Regions from separate parts of the Mus musculus genome. Here regions 1 and 3 are each linked to region 2. A link is a contact called in public Hi-C and HiChIP or PLAC-seq data. All regions are on one chromosome and are shown on one strand. The core of a region is the stretch at or near the end of the contact, and the rest is flanking DNA. Distances in the headings are between cores, read along the strand shown. Region 1 holds the start of Map11 (microtubule associated protein 11). Region 2 holds the start of Gigyf1 (GRB10 interacting GYF protein 1). Region 3 holds the start of Stag3 (stromal antigen 3).

Region 1 (4,738 bases), core at 982-3,481, 750 kb before region 2:
AGCTTCTTCTTTTCCATTGTCCGAGATCCAGCAGCTCTAGCCCGCTCTGCCTTCTCCTATTACAAATCAGTTTCATCGGCTTTCCGAAAGGCACCGTCTTTGGCCGCCTTCCTGTCCAATCCTCAAGCCTTCTACAGACCCGGAGCCCGTGGCAACCACTACGCCCGTAACTTACTATGGTTTGACTTTGGTTTGCCCTCTCCCCCAGAGACAAAGACCATGAAAGTGAGTCCCCAGCTACCCAGAGACCCCAAATCTCTCCAGCTACATATTGTACCTTCCGGTGCTAGCCCTGGAACTCTCTTCCGTCCTGTTACCACAGCTGCTGATAGTTACAAGCAGCCAGCCAGCCTTGTCTCCTCAGATTTTAGGCCCTCATCCTTTATCCAATGGGGTCTGGCCTGGTTGGACTCAGTCTTTGACCTGGTCATGGTGGCCGAGTACTTTGATGAGTCACTGGTCCTGTTGGCAGATGCCCTGTGCTGGAGTCTGGACGATGTGGTGGGCTTCATGCACAATGCCCAGGCTGGAAAAAAGCAGAGTCTTATCAGAACTGCCAATAAGACTGTGGTGACTGGTGAAGATCAGCAGCTAACCAAACAGGCCCGAGCTTGGAATAACTTGGATTGGGCTCTTTATATTCACTTCAACCGTAGTCTGTGGGCGCGGATAGAACAGTATGGCAGGAGTCGACTGCAACGTGCTGTGGCTGAGCTCCGGGCTCGAAGAGAAGCTCTGGCTAAACGTTGCTTGGTGGGAGGTGAGGCTTTAGACCCCAAATACATCGCTGATGCAAAGCTCCGTCCTTTACAGTTTGGTTCAGCTAAGGTATTGGGCTATGTACTTCAGAGTGGACTAAACCAGAAAGACAAAGAGGAATGTGAACGCTTGGCTACTCCAGAGCTACAGTATAAGGATAAACTTGATGCTAAGCAGTTTCCTCCTACAGTCTCCTCGCCTCTCAAGACCTCAAGGCTACTGTCCCCATAGGTATCAGACTACAAATTAGGACATATGCGACGGGTGGAGGACCTCTAGGTGCGTATGTATTTCCCTTGGAAGGAACAGGAAGTTTGCTCTAAGATGAGACTGTTGTTGTCTGGACTTCCTCTAGAAATCCCAGCAGAATCTGTTGCCTCCCCCAACCCCTAACTTTGCCACTTCAAGCCTCAAGACAGATTCATGTAGCAGTTCCTCAAAACCCCCTGGAGGGGCAAAAGATGACAGCGACACAGAGAAAGTTTGGGGCATGATATATGTCCATTTCTCTACGAAATATTTGTTATGGAGCTGTGCTAATTTCACTATCAAAATATTTGTTGGATGAATAAATGCTACGAAACGTTTACTTATTTTTTAAAAGGTTATTAGACTTATTTTATTTTATGTGTATGAGTGTTTTGCCTACATGTGTAAATGTACCTGGTGTCCACAGATCTCCTGGAACTGGAGTTACCAAATATTGTGAGCCACCATGTGGGTGTTGAGACCCAACCCCTGGTCCCCTGCAAGAACAGCAAGGGCTCTTAACCAAAGAGCCATCTCCCCTGCCCCCAGTTCTTTGTTCTATGTAGGGCTCTAAAAGGAGAAGTGATGGAGAATCTTTTATTGGACAGAAATTAGGCTAAGTAATGGGGTCTTTCTTTTCTTTCAGTATTCCCTCAATGCTGGGGATACAGCTGTTGGTAAAACGACTGGCTAGCATGAGGTTGAGGCTCAGGCATTCCAGTAACACACATACACACACACATCACCAATAATAACAACAACAACAACAAAATATCAGAAAAAAAAAAGGCAGCGGTGTGGCTCAGTTTGCAGAATGCTTACCTAGCATTCATGAAGCCCTGGGCTCAACGCCCAGCCCTGCATAAGTCAGACCTGATGGCACATACCTGTAATGCCAGCGCTCCGGAGAATGGAGGCAAAAGGAGCAAAAATTTGAATTCATCCTCAGCTTTAGAGGAAGTTTAAGGCCAGCTCGGGCTACAAGAAATGCTGTCATAAAAGGGAAGAAGCGTGGGAGAGAGGGAACAGAAAGAGAAAGTCAGGGAAGAAAGCAAGAGAGAGAGGGAAGAAGAGAAAGAAAGGAAAGGAGGGAGGCGGAGACAAATAAAAATAAATTCTACCCAAAGAAGCCAGTCTAGCATCCTTAAAGGTTCCTCAGCAGCCCGCACTCACCCCTCGACTCAGCCAAGAAGCCTCGGAGGCCACGCCCCCTTCCTTCCGCTTCCGCTTTCTCTCCAGTCATTCAGCGCCCGCACTCCTGGTCTGGCGCTGCTGGGTCTAGGTTCCGGGTTCGTTTCTCTGGTTTCCGGGCCAGGCTGGTGTGTCCCGCTGCCTGCCGGGCGGAGCCGCGGTCCTCCGGTGTCTGGACTCGCAGGCCGAGCTCCCCCGGTCCCGTGGCTCCCTGCCGGCCCGGTCTCGGGTCGCATCGTCCTCCCCACCCAATGGAGTCCCAATGCGACTACTCGATGTACTTTCCGGCTGTGCCGCTACCGCCACGCGCCGAGCTGGCCGGGGACCCGGGCCGGTACCGGGCGCTGCCCCGGCGCAACCATCTGTACCTGGGGGAGACAGTCCGCTTTCTGCTGGTGCTGCGCTGCCGAGGCAGCGTGGGGGCTGGCGTTGGGGGCGGCGCGGGCTTGGCATCCCGAGGGGCCTGGACCGAGCTGGCGACCTCCCTGGCCGCCCTGGCCTCGGTCAGCGCAGGAGGAGCGCTGCCAGGGTGCGGCAGCGCCGGCGACCAGGATGCTGACCCCCCGGGGGGAGGGGACCCGGGGGGCGGGGGTTTGTTTCGAGGTTGCAGCCCCCTTCTCACCCACGGCCAGGGCCCTGCTACCTCAGGGGGCGCGACCACGGTGAGGATCTCTGGGTGACAAGGGCTGAGGGGAGGTTTGCTGGAAGCTAGAAAGATAGTTTGGAGCATGGATTCCTTAGGGACCTGATGTAGGAGGCAGATGACAGCATTGTCCTGTCCTGCAGAGGAACCTAAGACGGGAGGCATATGATTTCAAGAAGGGGTGGGCATAAAGACTTGCTCTGTCTTGCAGAAACGTTAAAGGAGCCTGAATCTTTGCCGCCATCCTGACATTTTCACCCCTTTCATATAACCCCTAGCTGCCTGTGGAAGAACCGATTGTGTCCACAGATGAAGTCATCTTCCCACTCACCGTTTCACTGGATAGACTGCCCCCAGGGACACCCAAGGCCAAGGTAGGATAACAGAGCTGAGGCTGTTGCCCTATAATTCAGATGACATTTTAAGACCCCTCGTGATCATGGTCCGATGGCTCCTGTACCTAGATTGTAGTGACCGTGTGGAAGCGGGAGGTCGAGGCACCAGAAGTCAGAGATCAAGGCTACCTGCGCTTGCTACAGACTCGATCTCCTGGGGAGACTTTCCGTGGAGAACAGAGCGCCTTCAAGGCCCAAGGTGGGGGAGAGGGGGAAAGCTGGAGCTCGGAGAGGAGTAGATTAGAGGGTGCCACACTGTGATGTGGAGGTCTTGATTTCCTGCCACATCCTTTCTCTGCAGTGAGCACCCTATTGACGCTGCTGCCCCCTCCAGTTCTGAAATGCCGGCAGTTCACTGTGGCTGGAAAGCACTTGACCGTGCTCAAGGGTGAGCAGATCTGCTGGCGCAAGGCTTGACTAGCAGCAAGGGAATGGGTCCAGTATGTTAGGTAAAGGTGGAGTTGGGGTAGGAGGGTTCTCACTACTCTGAGCTGGGCTTGTTCCCGCACAGTGCTGAATAGCTCTTCCCAGGAAGAGATCTCCATCTGGGATATCCGAATCCTCCCCAACTTCAATGCCAGTTATCTACCTGTCATGCCTGATGGCTCTGTGCTGCTGGTGGACAATGTCTGGTGAGGTTCTGGGGCAGGAGGCAGAGCTGTGGCGTGGTTGGGGACAGAGATGGGAAGTGGCAAGCTCATGTCCTGCCTTTCTTTCTTCTGAACTAGTCACCAGTCTGGGGAAGTCTCCATGGGATCCTTCTGTCGGCTTCCTGGAACATCTGGCTACTTCCCCTGTCCACTTAGTGCCCTGGAGGAACACAACTTCCTGTTCCAGCTGAGAGGGGGTGAGCAGCCCCCTCCTGGGGCCAAGGAGGTGAGCTGGTGTGATCACAGAAGTGACGACCACTGTGGGAACTGTTGGGTTGGTAGAGTGCTTGCTTAGCAAGCATAGAGTCCAGGGTTCTACCCTCAGCATTGCATAAATCTGGCATAGTGGCATTGCGCCTGGGATCCTAGCACTTGGGAGGTAGCAGGAGGCTCAGGTCATCCCCAGCTATATGAGCAGTTGGAGAGAAGTCCTAGGCTCAAAGAAAACACAATGGAAGGGAAAGGCCACGAGCCTCTGAACATCCCAAGTCTCCCTTTGTCCCATCTGCAGGGCCTTGAAGTCCCCTTGATTGCCGTGGTTCAGTGGTCCACGCCGAAGCTGCCCTTCACCCAGAGCATTTACACCCACTACCGGTGAGTGCGTGGGAGACCCACCAGGCGCTCTCCCGCTCACCTCTGCCTAACACGTACATCCAGCCTCCTCTCTCACTGCTCCTAGCCTGCCCAGTGTCCGCCTAGACCGCCCCTGCTTTGTGATGACTGCTTCTTGTGAGTCCCCTGTTCGGACCTACGAGCGTTTCACTGTCACCTACACGCTGCTCAACAACCTCCAAGACTTCCTTGCTGTGAGGCTTGTGTGGACCCCGGAACATGCACAGGCTGGTGGGTCA
Region 2 (4,555 bases), core at 313-2,812:
GCGTGCATGGCACCTCTTCCCTAGTATCGCCAGGATATCCTGACCCCACCTAGCCCCCATCTTACCAGGGCTGGTGGAACGCCAGCGATCACCATCTCGCCGGGGTCCCGCCCCAAGTCTCCAGCTGCCATCATCCTCTTGCTCCTCTCGAAGTGAGCGCCAATTCTCACTGTCTGAGCGTGCATGCTCCTTCCTTGGGCCAGCCCCTCCCTCCTCAAAGCCAGACCGTACTGGCACAGGGGAGACAAACAGTAAGCATGGATGAACCTCAAGAGAGCTTACTCCTATTAGCTCCCCCCCCATCCCCCTACCTGGGAACCCCACCTCCACTGCCTCCCGACCATGCTGGCCACCATCATCAACACGCTCATACCTCCATCCCTCCTTGCAGGCTTCTCAAACCGCCTCTCGCCTCTGTGAAGAAAGGCGTCGGTCAAACATCACCCTTCCCCAGGGGGTGCTAGGCTGGGTAGACACGACCCAGGGGCTCTGATCAGGGCTGGCCTGCTGGGTGTCTCTGGTCCCTCTAGTCACCCTATTCCAGCTCAGTGGCACTCCTCCGTTCTGCCCGTCTCTCTCCATCTTGTCATCCCCACCTGTCATCCCAGCTTTGGCTTCGCTGGATCTCCCGAGGATTCCTTCCGAAGGCCCCATCGCCTTCCTCAATGCTTCTTTGGTAAAAGCAGCTGTCACCACGGCCTCGCCCTGAAGAAGAGGGTTTACACTGGGTCTGGGACCCTCCAGTGTCCCTCTGTATCCTTGCCACCACCCACTCCAACTCTGCCCACCTCCTCCCCTAAAAAATACGAGGAGTCGCTGTCTACCTCGGCTCCGAGTGCTGCCCCTGCCACGGGAGGTGGCAGGCAAAGGGGGCCCAGCCCCTTTCCCCATCAGTCTCAGCACAGCCACACTGTTCACCGACAGCGAGAAGTTTCTCTGAGGAGGGAGCCAGGGATGGCAGTGAGGACCGTCACCCAGTCAGCCCCCATCTTCCCAAGCCCAGCCCCTCCCTCCTCCACCCTAGGCCCAGCCCCACCTGCTCCTCCTCAGTCAGAGGCTCCAGAGCCAGAGGTTGCAGCGGTTCCTCTTGTAACACTGCAGCAAACTCCTTGTCCTGTAGTTCCTCCGGGACCTGGGATGGGGCAGGAGGCCCAATATATTAACCACTCAGAGGCAACTCACAGATAAGGCAAATGGGCGAGGGAGCTGTGCTCCATCCCAAACCTCACCTTGTTCTCCTTGACATAGAGGGCCAGCATCTCCTCTCGCCCATAGCGGTAATCTGCCAGCTTGTATTTGGGCATGGCAGGAGATGGGGGTGGAGAGGCCACGCTGCCACCACTCGAAAGGGCTCTCAGCCTAAAACAGGTACAAAAAAAAAGGGGAGACGGAGGTCCACGTGGCCCTTCACCCCTACACCAGCTTTTCCCCTGGACCAGAGCTTAAGTGACCCACCACTCAGGCCCAAAGTTGAGTGTCTCTGCTGCCATTGTGGAGCTTCGATGCTTCTCAAAGGTCAAGGATGAATGGCAGAGACAGGACCAGGAGAGTACTGTCCAAATACCTGTAGGGTCACAGACAAGTCATGAGTAAGCTGGTGCAGGGCAGATCAGTCATGGCGCCAGCACTTTGCTGGGCCAGTGACAGGCCTCCATCTAGACGGTGAGACATTTTGGCATTGAACTCACCTACACCAGACAGGTGACCACTCACACCATGAGTTAACCAAAGCTGAGTCAGGGTAGGGGAGAGTCCTAGGGAGTGAGGGAACACTGAAGCCTGAGCCCCTTCCAGCTCAGTGGGACGCCCTCTGGTGGCCCAACACTCACCTGACAGTTCTGTCCAGGGAAACAAGGGCTCTCTGGTCTCACAGGGGCCGGGCTGCGCTGAACTAGGATCCCCAAGCAACTAGCTCTAGCCTCTAAGTGCCTGGGAGAAACTTTCACATCTGGGAGAGATCCTTAGGGAGAAGAGGAGGAAGAGAGAGGTTACCCCAGTGAATTAGACAGTCTCCCAGCCCCTGGCCCACAGCTGCCGGGTACAGTGCACTCAGGAGAAGGGACAATGTGGTCATTGGTCAGAGGTGCTCTCATGGGATGGCTGAGGTAACCAGTGTGCCCAGAATACAGTGAGGATTTTCAGCACAAAACTTAAGCCTGCTTTGTAATGCCCATGTTTGTAATCCCAGCACTCAGGAGACAAAGGCAAGAGGACTGCAAGTTCCTGGGACAACCTGGGACAGCACACAGTAAGACTATTCTGAAACAATCACTGGACTGGGGATATAGTTTGGCTGGGGGTGGGGGGGCACTTATTCACCATACTTGAAGCCCTAGACTCTGCCCCCAACACCACACCAACAAGGAATATAGCACCCGGCTTTGATCCCAAACACTTGGGAGATAGAGAGAGGCAGGAGGTTCAGAAATTTAAGGTCACTTCTGGCTACATAAGAGTTTAGGGCCAGCCTGGGCTATATGAGACCCTGTCTCAAAAAATAAGACAGGCAGGCATTGGGGCCGCTTATGTTCTATAGAGGAATGGTCCATTTTATAAAGCAGTATGACAAGCCTTGGAACAAGCCAACTTCTCTAAAGAAAACTTAGGGCATCTGTCTGAGGGGGCTGGGTTTCAGCACAAACTAAGCAGACAGGACTTCCAGAGCCACAGGTACTCACTCCACTCACGGTAGGCTCTGAGCAGGTGGGTGTGGCCACAGGAATAGGAACCAAGACCTAAACTCCTACCCTACATCAACAACTGCCCCTCAGAAAAAAGGTCAAGGTGGGAGCAGGGTTCTCAGGTTGTGGCTGGCGGAAGGCTCCCTCACCATATGGGAAGAGGCAAGTTCAGTCTCTAGTGGCTAATGAGGCAGCAGTGGCAGCAACAGGGCAAGTTCCTCTAGGGTCCTGGGTAGGAGACTCTCAGGAAGGGCAGAGTAGAGAAGGAAGGACAGGCAGTGTCCGGGGGGAATACGTGGGTTTTTTATCACAGGCTGGGCAGGAGGCTGGACCAGTGTGCCTCTCCAGTCGCCATCCGCTGCAGGACGCCAGGAATCTAGAAGGAAGAAGAGAGTGTCCACTAGAGGAGTCTAGGAAAGAGGGTCTCCTCAGTAACTAAACCAAGGCCCCATGGCAGACAATGGGGTGACCCAGAATCTCAGCACCCCAGAACTCCCAAGCCACAGTGAGGTAAGTGTCTTAACTACAAGAGCCTGGGCTAGCTCAGGCTGCACACTCCACTCCCCCTTCCCGACCCCAATGACTGCACTAGATTCAGGAGGGCTCCACAATCACCCTGAGGGGAGCTGGGACTAGGCAGCCCTTAGGGGCTGGAGACGACACTAAGGAGGAAGAGTGCTCGCCTAGCTAGCACAAAGCCCTGGGTTTTACCTTCACATTGCATGAACCACATGTGGTAGTACACAAGGATCTAAAGTCTAAGCTCCAGCCGGGCGTGGTAGCACACGCCTACACGCCTTTAATCCCAGCACTCGGGAGGCAGAGGCAGGCGGATTTCTGAGTTCGAAGCCAACCTGGTCTACAAAGTGAGTGCCAGGACAGCCAGGGATACACAGAGAAACCCTGTCTCAATCCGCCCCCCCCCAAAAAGTTGGATACACAGAGAAACCCTGTCTCGAACCCCTCAAAAAGTTTAAGCTCCCCACCTCCTCACCCCTAGGAAAAACAAAATAAACACTAAAGGGGCTGGAGATGTCCCTCAACAGCCAGACACTTGCCAGCACGCACAAGGCTCTGTCTGGCTTCAGCCTCCACAACTGCCACAAAGGGACCTGGGGCTGGAGAGATGGCTCAGTGGTCGAGAGTACTTGCTGCTTGTCTAAAGGACCTGTGCTCAGTTCCCAGCAGGAGGGAGGGGGACAGGGGACTAGACTCCAAGAAAGATAACCCCTGTAGGATGTTTCTTACAGAGTAGCCAGGGGTCGGGGCAGGTCAAAGTCAAAGACCTAGAGTTGGGACTGATGGGGCTGCCCACAAACACTGCCCAGGTCTAGAGTTTCAGCTGGGCCCAGAAGGATGTGGACATAGCCATGACAGCTGAATAACACTACACGGATTAACACAGAGAATTACACACCTAAACAATGACTAAAGTGGGGCTGGAGAGAGGGCTCGGCAGTTAGGAGCACTGGCTGCTCTTCCAGAGGATCCCAGTTCAATTCCCAGCAACCACGTGGCAGCTCACAAATGTCCAGTAATTCCAGTTACAGGGAATCCGACACCCTCATACAGACATACATGCAGGTAAAACACCAATGCACATTAAAAAACAATTAATGCCTAAAGTGGTAACTTTACTTTTAGTTTCTAGAGAACGCTTTTGCCTCAGACTCCTGCGTGCTGGGATTATAAGCATGCACTACCACGCCTGGCTCTTGCTAATCATTTTATTTCTGAATTTCATATGTGTTTGGAGGTGGTGGGCAATGATGATGGCATGTGCCCTTGAATGCAGGCACCCAGAGTCTTGAAGAAGGTGTTGGGGCCCCTGGAGCTAGGGTTACAGGTGGCTGTGAATCACCTGACATTGGAGA
Region 3 (4,933 bases), core at 1,078-3,577, 760 kb before region 2:
AATTCTGGTACCTCTATCCTAATATTCTCTCTTCTTCCATTCCATCACCTGAGTCCCTTCCAGGTTTTTCTTTGCTAATTCCCAGAGTAGATTCTGAATTAAACAAAATGGCAGACTCACTGGAACAGCTTTGGGTGGTTGCTTTGCTGCTCTCTTCTTCACATTTCGTCTTAAGCTGTCTTCAAAGTCGCTGTCTTCGTTAGTTGAGGGACTATCCCTATAGAGAGAATATGATTTCCCTTAAGCATCATCCCATTCCTGCCACATAAAGAGTTAATTATAATTTCTATTTATCTCTAACTGTGCCACATCTATATGAGGAAAAACATTCAAATTTTAAGATACAGGACAAGAAAAGTCACTTCAAAGCATTAGAGATGAAAAATGAGGAACTAAAAGAAGGTGAAATGGCTCAACAAGGAAGCCTGATGACCAGAATTCAACTCCTAGAACCATATAGCATTTCTTCCTCCCTTTCTTCTCCCTTACCCTACTCTACCTTCCATTTCTGTTTGACTGGTTTATTTCTATTTAATTTTAGAGCAGAGTCTCATGCAGACCAGGCTAGCTTGAATTCACTATGTAGCTGTCCTTAACCCTCTTTATCCTCCAGCCTCCTCGTCCCATATTCTGCGATTACAGGTATGTGCCACCATATCCAGCTTTCAGTACAGCATTTCTGATACTGTCATATGGCCCCACATACACTACAACCATGCTAGAAAACAACAGAGAGGAAAGCTGCTGGGGATGCAGAAGGAGCTCCCAAGTTCAGACCTCTCACCAACGGCACTCACCACTCTGCAGTTCCCTGTGAGTCTCTGTCATCACAGGGTAGGATGGAGGAGGAACAAGGAGACAAGGCCATCTGTGCACGTCTCACAGACTTTTGAAGTGGGGAAGACTCACTGCCTGAGGAAGAGCCATGGTGCTGGGTAGAAGGTGACCACAGAGTAGGCATGTTAATCCAGCTGTAGGAAAAAAGGAAAGAGTTCCTACTACTACTATATCCCTCTATAGACCATCATCTTTCTCTCCCAGAATGTGGTCTCAGTACTATGGGATAGAGCACCAAAACCAATAGTCAACCTAACCACATCGAGGTATTATGGTCACTACTGCTATAAGGGCTTGCAAACAGAAACCTGAAACTAGGAGTGATGCTGTAGGCTTGTAATTGCAGCTACCTGGGAGGCTAAGGCAGGTTGCTCATCAAATTCAAAGTCAGCCTGGAACTCCAGAGTAGCCTGTAGCCTGAGCAACTTAGTGAGACCTTATTCAAAATAAACAGTAAAAAAGAGGCCTGGGGGTTATAGCTGAGCAGTAGATGTTCCAAGACTCTGGGCAGCACCCAACTTTCAGTATGGCTAAATAAATTAAGGCCACAGGACCTGGGTCCAATCTTCAGTATAGGTAAATTAATTAAAATAAATAAATAAATAACACCAGAGGATCTGGGGCCAATCTTCAGTATAGGTAAATTAATTTAATAAGGCCAGAGGATCTGGGGCCAATCTTCAATATAGGTAAACAAACAAGGCCAGAGGGTTTACACAGAGCAGTTTCTGAGCAGCTTCTGGCACAAATCCCTCTTAGAGGAATCAGAGAGGGGTACACTGGCTGAGGCTCAGCTGCTAAAACCGAACCAGCAAAGCACCTCAGATTTCCATTTCTGAAACTCATTGTCTGACTCTACAGGAAATGGGAGGCTATTCGTGATCCGGAAGCAGAGGTGTCATTTGAGTTAAGCCACAAACATTCCAACGAGTAAAGCGCGTTCTCTACTTCCAGAAAGCGCGCTGCATAAGGTTGACCCCAAGCTTATTTGGGCTGTGGGGGAGGAGGGAGCAGGGTGTCTTCCGTTTATGAGGCTGCTTATCTCTCTGAATCAGAAGATGGGGTTTCCGGGCCCGGCGTGGTGGCGCACGCCTTTAATCCCAGCACTCGGGAGGCAGAGGCAGGTGGATTTCTGAGTTTGAGGCCAGCCTGGTCTACAGAGTGAGTTCCAGGACAGCCAGGGCTACACAGAGAAACCCTGTCTCGAAAAAAAAAAAAAGGGTTTCCGGCCTCCATAGCGGACACGAGACAGAGCTACAGACCTCAGTGGAGACAGGGGGTTGGAACGCTGCCTATTTATGGGTCCAAAGGGGCAACCTCACAGTTTGAACTTGGAAGAATGACCTTTAGATGAACACGGCTGAAGAAAGGTCACCACCTCAGAGGTCCTTTCAGGTCTCAGTGGACATCCCACCTCGGTCGCGAGACGCCCGCCGCAGCTGCTCTTCTTCCTCTGGTGGCGGGCGGTTAAGCCTTAGAAAAAAACGCGGGAAGGCACGGGATAAGCCGTGCGCAGGCGCGAGATTAACTGGTCTTCGCGCGGCTGAGAAGTGTCGCGAGACTTGGCGCAGCGCGAGCTCGTGCTAACCACGTTCCTGCCTCTCAGCGCGCTTGGCTTCGAGCAGCCGCCAGGCATGTAGCTGTGCAGTCCTGTCACGTGGGCTCCAGCGCGTGCGGAGTCGCTCCATCCTGGTCACGCCTCCTTTACTCCTATGTCCCCTTCCATTGGCTGAGCGTTTGCTGCTGCCTTCAGTCCGGCTCTTCAATTGCAATTGGCTCAGTTTCACCCAAACCCCGCCTTTCGAGCAAAATACCACGCCCCTTCTCAAGACCACAACCCCTACCCCTGCCAGCCTCCGCCGTGCGGGCCGTGTTCCGCCCCTGCCGAGTTGCCGTTCCACATTGGCTTCACGGCTACCCTGTCCCCGCCCCTGGGGCCGGCTTCTTCTTATCATTGGCGGGCTACCGCTTCGGGCCCCGCCCCCTGTCCCGCTCCCCGGCTCCCATTGTCTCCGCAGATGCCTCCTGGTCCTGCTACGGTGCTGGGGTTGTTCAGTTTTAGGGGACACGCTCCTATTCTTTTCTTCGAGACGTCCCGCGGCCGAGAACGGGGTTCTAGAGTTCCGCGGACTCTTCTTTCCTCCTTAGGACCCACTTTGCCCCGTCCCAGGGAGGAGAGCACCTATGTCTGCGCTGCGACCTCTCCTGCTTTTGCTGCTCCATCTGTGTCCGGGTCTAGGGCCGGGACATGGGAGTGAGGCAAAGGTCGTCCGGAGTTGTGCAGAGACTCGGCAGGTGCTGGGGGCCCGGGGATATAGCTTAAACCTAATCCCTCCCTCCCTCATCTCAGGTGAGAAGAAAGAGGGAAGAGTCGGGGTGGGAAGGGGCGGGGACGGGTCCTCCCCATCTCACAATAACTCTTTCCTTTCAGTGACCATTATGATGATTGTTTCATCTGTTGAGCATCTTTCTTCTCCAGTAACTTCCTTCCCGGGATCACAATAAACCTGCTGCTCATATAATAACTCTCATTCAGTCCCCACCCAAGGAATTCCCTTCTCTGTAATTAGCACACCCGTTAGTGTCTTTCTAACAGCCAGAAATCGCCTTGCAATTCCTGTGAGCTTCTATGACAATACTTTCTTGCTTACCAAGTAGCCCCACCCCTACAAATCCCGTTCTTCATTCCATAGTTGTCCCATAAGTCCCTGGAGGAGTGGGTTGTGCAGTGTTGGGGAGGGTTACCTGAAGACCCTCTGGTCACTAATATGGCCCTCAAAGCAGCTGTTCAATAGATGATCCCATTACAAATAGGAGTGAAGCTGAGATGGGTGAGGGACAATAAAAGAGGGTTCAGGTAGGGCTGAAGGGGCAAACAAAGGAAAAAGCAACCGGGCAGGTGGAAGACAAAAATCAGCCCCCAGAGATAGGCGAGGGATGAAAGGAGATTCCTAATATCCCTTCTTGCCATCCAGTCCTCCTCCCTGTCTCCTCTGCGCAGGTGAGCACCTTCAAGTCTGTCCTCAGGAGTACACCTGCTGTTCCAGTGAGACAGAGCAGAAGTTGATCAGGGATGCTGAAGTCACATTCCGTGGCCTGGTAGAGGACAGTGGCTCTTTCCTGATTCACACACTGGCTGCCCGGCATAGAAAGTTTAATGGTGAGGACCTTTGGGGGGTTCCCAGATGTGCTTCACACCTCTTTGTGTTTATGCACCCCGTTTCCTATTCCCACCTCCTGCAGTCATAGCTAGGCCACCACCACCCACCCCAGAATCCCCTGCTTATTTCCCATCCCCACTCCACATTCTCTACAGGACCCTGCCCTTCCTTGTTCCTAGTCTGCCAGCTTACTCAGCTTCTAATTCTTTTGCCTCTTCTTTTCCTCATTCCTTCCTGCCTCTGCCCTTTCCCTGCTCTCCCTGTCTCTGTTCCCTCTTCTCATCCCTCCACCTTTGTTAGAGTTTTTTCGGGAGATGCTGTCTATATCCCAGCATTCTTTGGCTCAGCTCTTCTCGCATTCCTATGGTCGCCTGTATTCCCAGCACGCCGTCATCTTCAATAGCCTGTTTTCCGGCCTGCGGGACTACTATGAGAAGTCTGGCGAGGGGTTAGATGACACCTTGGCGGATTTCTGGGCACAGCTCCTGGAGAGAGCCTTCCCTTTGCTGCACCCACAATACAGTTTCCCTCCTGACTTCCTGCTCTGTCTTACTCGGCTTACTTCAACTGCTGATGGCTCTCTGCAGCCCTTCGGAGACTCACCCCGCCGCCTCCGCCTACAGGTGAGGAGGTCCCACAACCTGAACTTCAGCAACCTCCGACCCTTAGTGACCTCTAATGGTATGAACTGTCACCTCCAAGACAATCACCCCCTTTTGTTCCCATGTCACCTCTGACCTCATGGCCTCTATCTTGGCCTTCTCTGACTTGGTGATCCCCATCTCAAGCCCTGGTCACCTATGTCTGACCCCTTGGTCTCCTTTAGCTACATTCTTTGCCCTACTTTTATATATACACTTGGCCCTCCACCCTCAGCTACTTTCTGCCAACACCTCTCTAATCCTAACATGGTAACTTCCCGTGGGTCAACGAAA

The links. Hi-C and Micro-C count contacts between places; a contact is called where the count stands out from the background. HiChIP or PLAC-seq counts read pairs in DNA pulled down with a chosen protein or histone mark.
Region 1: a contact with region 2 is called in an H3K4me3 HiChIP or PLAC-seq map of embryonic forebrain, with 2.8 times the contacts expected there. The contact joins the promoter of Map11 here to the promoter of Gigyf1 in region 2. A contact is called at or near these places in 2 of 39 promoter capture datasets (liver and pre-B cells), 2 of 115 datasets of contacts at active chromatin or transcription factors (bone marrow-derived macrophages and embryonic forebrain) and 1 of 9 other capture datasets (pancreatic islet).
Region 3: a contact with region 2 is called in a Hi-C map of B cells, with 6 read pairs. The contact joins the promoter of Stag3 here to the promoter of Gigyf1 in region 2. A contact is called at or near these places in 2 of 39 promoter capture datasets (liver and pre-B cells), 1 of 484 Hi-C or Micro-C datasets (B cells), 1 of 115 datasets of contacts at active chromatin or transcription factors (bone marrow-derived macrophages) and 1 of 9 other capture datasets (pancreatic islet).

Annotation. Positions count from the first base shown.
Region 1 is chr5:138,261,545-138,266,282 of GRCm38.p6, reverse strand. Map11 (microtubule associated protein 11) reads left to right here and starts at 2,231. Exons shown (of 11, transcript NM_153161.3): 1 at 2,231-2,861; 2 at 3,121-3,216; 3 at 3,307-3,436; 4 at 3,539-3,625; 5 at 3,749-3,869; 6 at 3,966-4,113; 7 at 4,399-4,481; 8 at 4,567-4,730. The coding sequence starts at 2,451. Gal3st4 (galactose-3-O-sulfotransferase 4) reads left to right here. Exons shown (of 4, transcript NM_001347507.1): 4 at 1-1,362. The coding sequence ends at 990. It overlaps 6330418K02Rik (RIKEN cDNA 6330418K02 gene), which reads right to left and starts at 2,238. Exons shown (of 3, transcript NR_045821.1): 1 at 2,182-2,238; 2 at 278-526; 3 at 1-56.
Region 2 is chr5:137,515,887-137,520,441 of GRCm38.p6, reverse strand. Gigyf1 (GRB10 interacting GYF protein 1) reads right to left here and starts at 1,562. Exons shown (of 24, transcript NM_031408.2): 1 at 1,456-1,562; 2 at 1,230-1,359; 3 at 1,037-1,132; 4 at 825-936; 5 at 597-705; 6 at 374-414; 7 at 66-230. The coding sequence starts at 1,490.
Region 3 is chr5:138,277,903-138,282,835 of GRCm38.p6, reverse strand. Stag3 (stromal antigen 3) reads right to left here and starts at 2,327. Exons shown (of 34, transcript NM_016964.2): 1 at 2,182-2,327; 2 at 798-971; 3 at 121-217. The coding sequence starts at 961. Gpc2 (glypican 2 (cerebroglycan)) reads left to right here and starts at 2,899. Exons shown (of 10, transcript NM_172412.2): 1 at 2,899-3,187; 2 at 3,839-3,997; 3 at 4,299-4,621. The coding sequence starts at 3,022.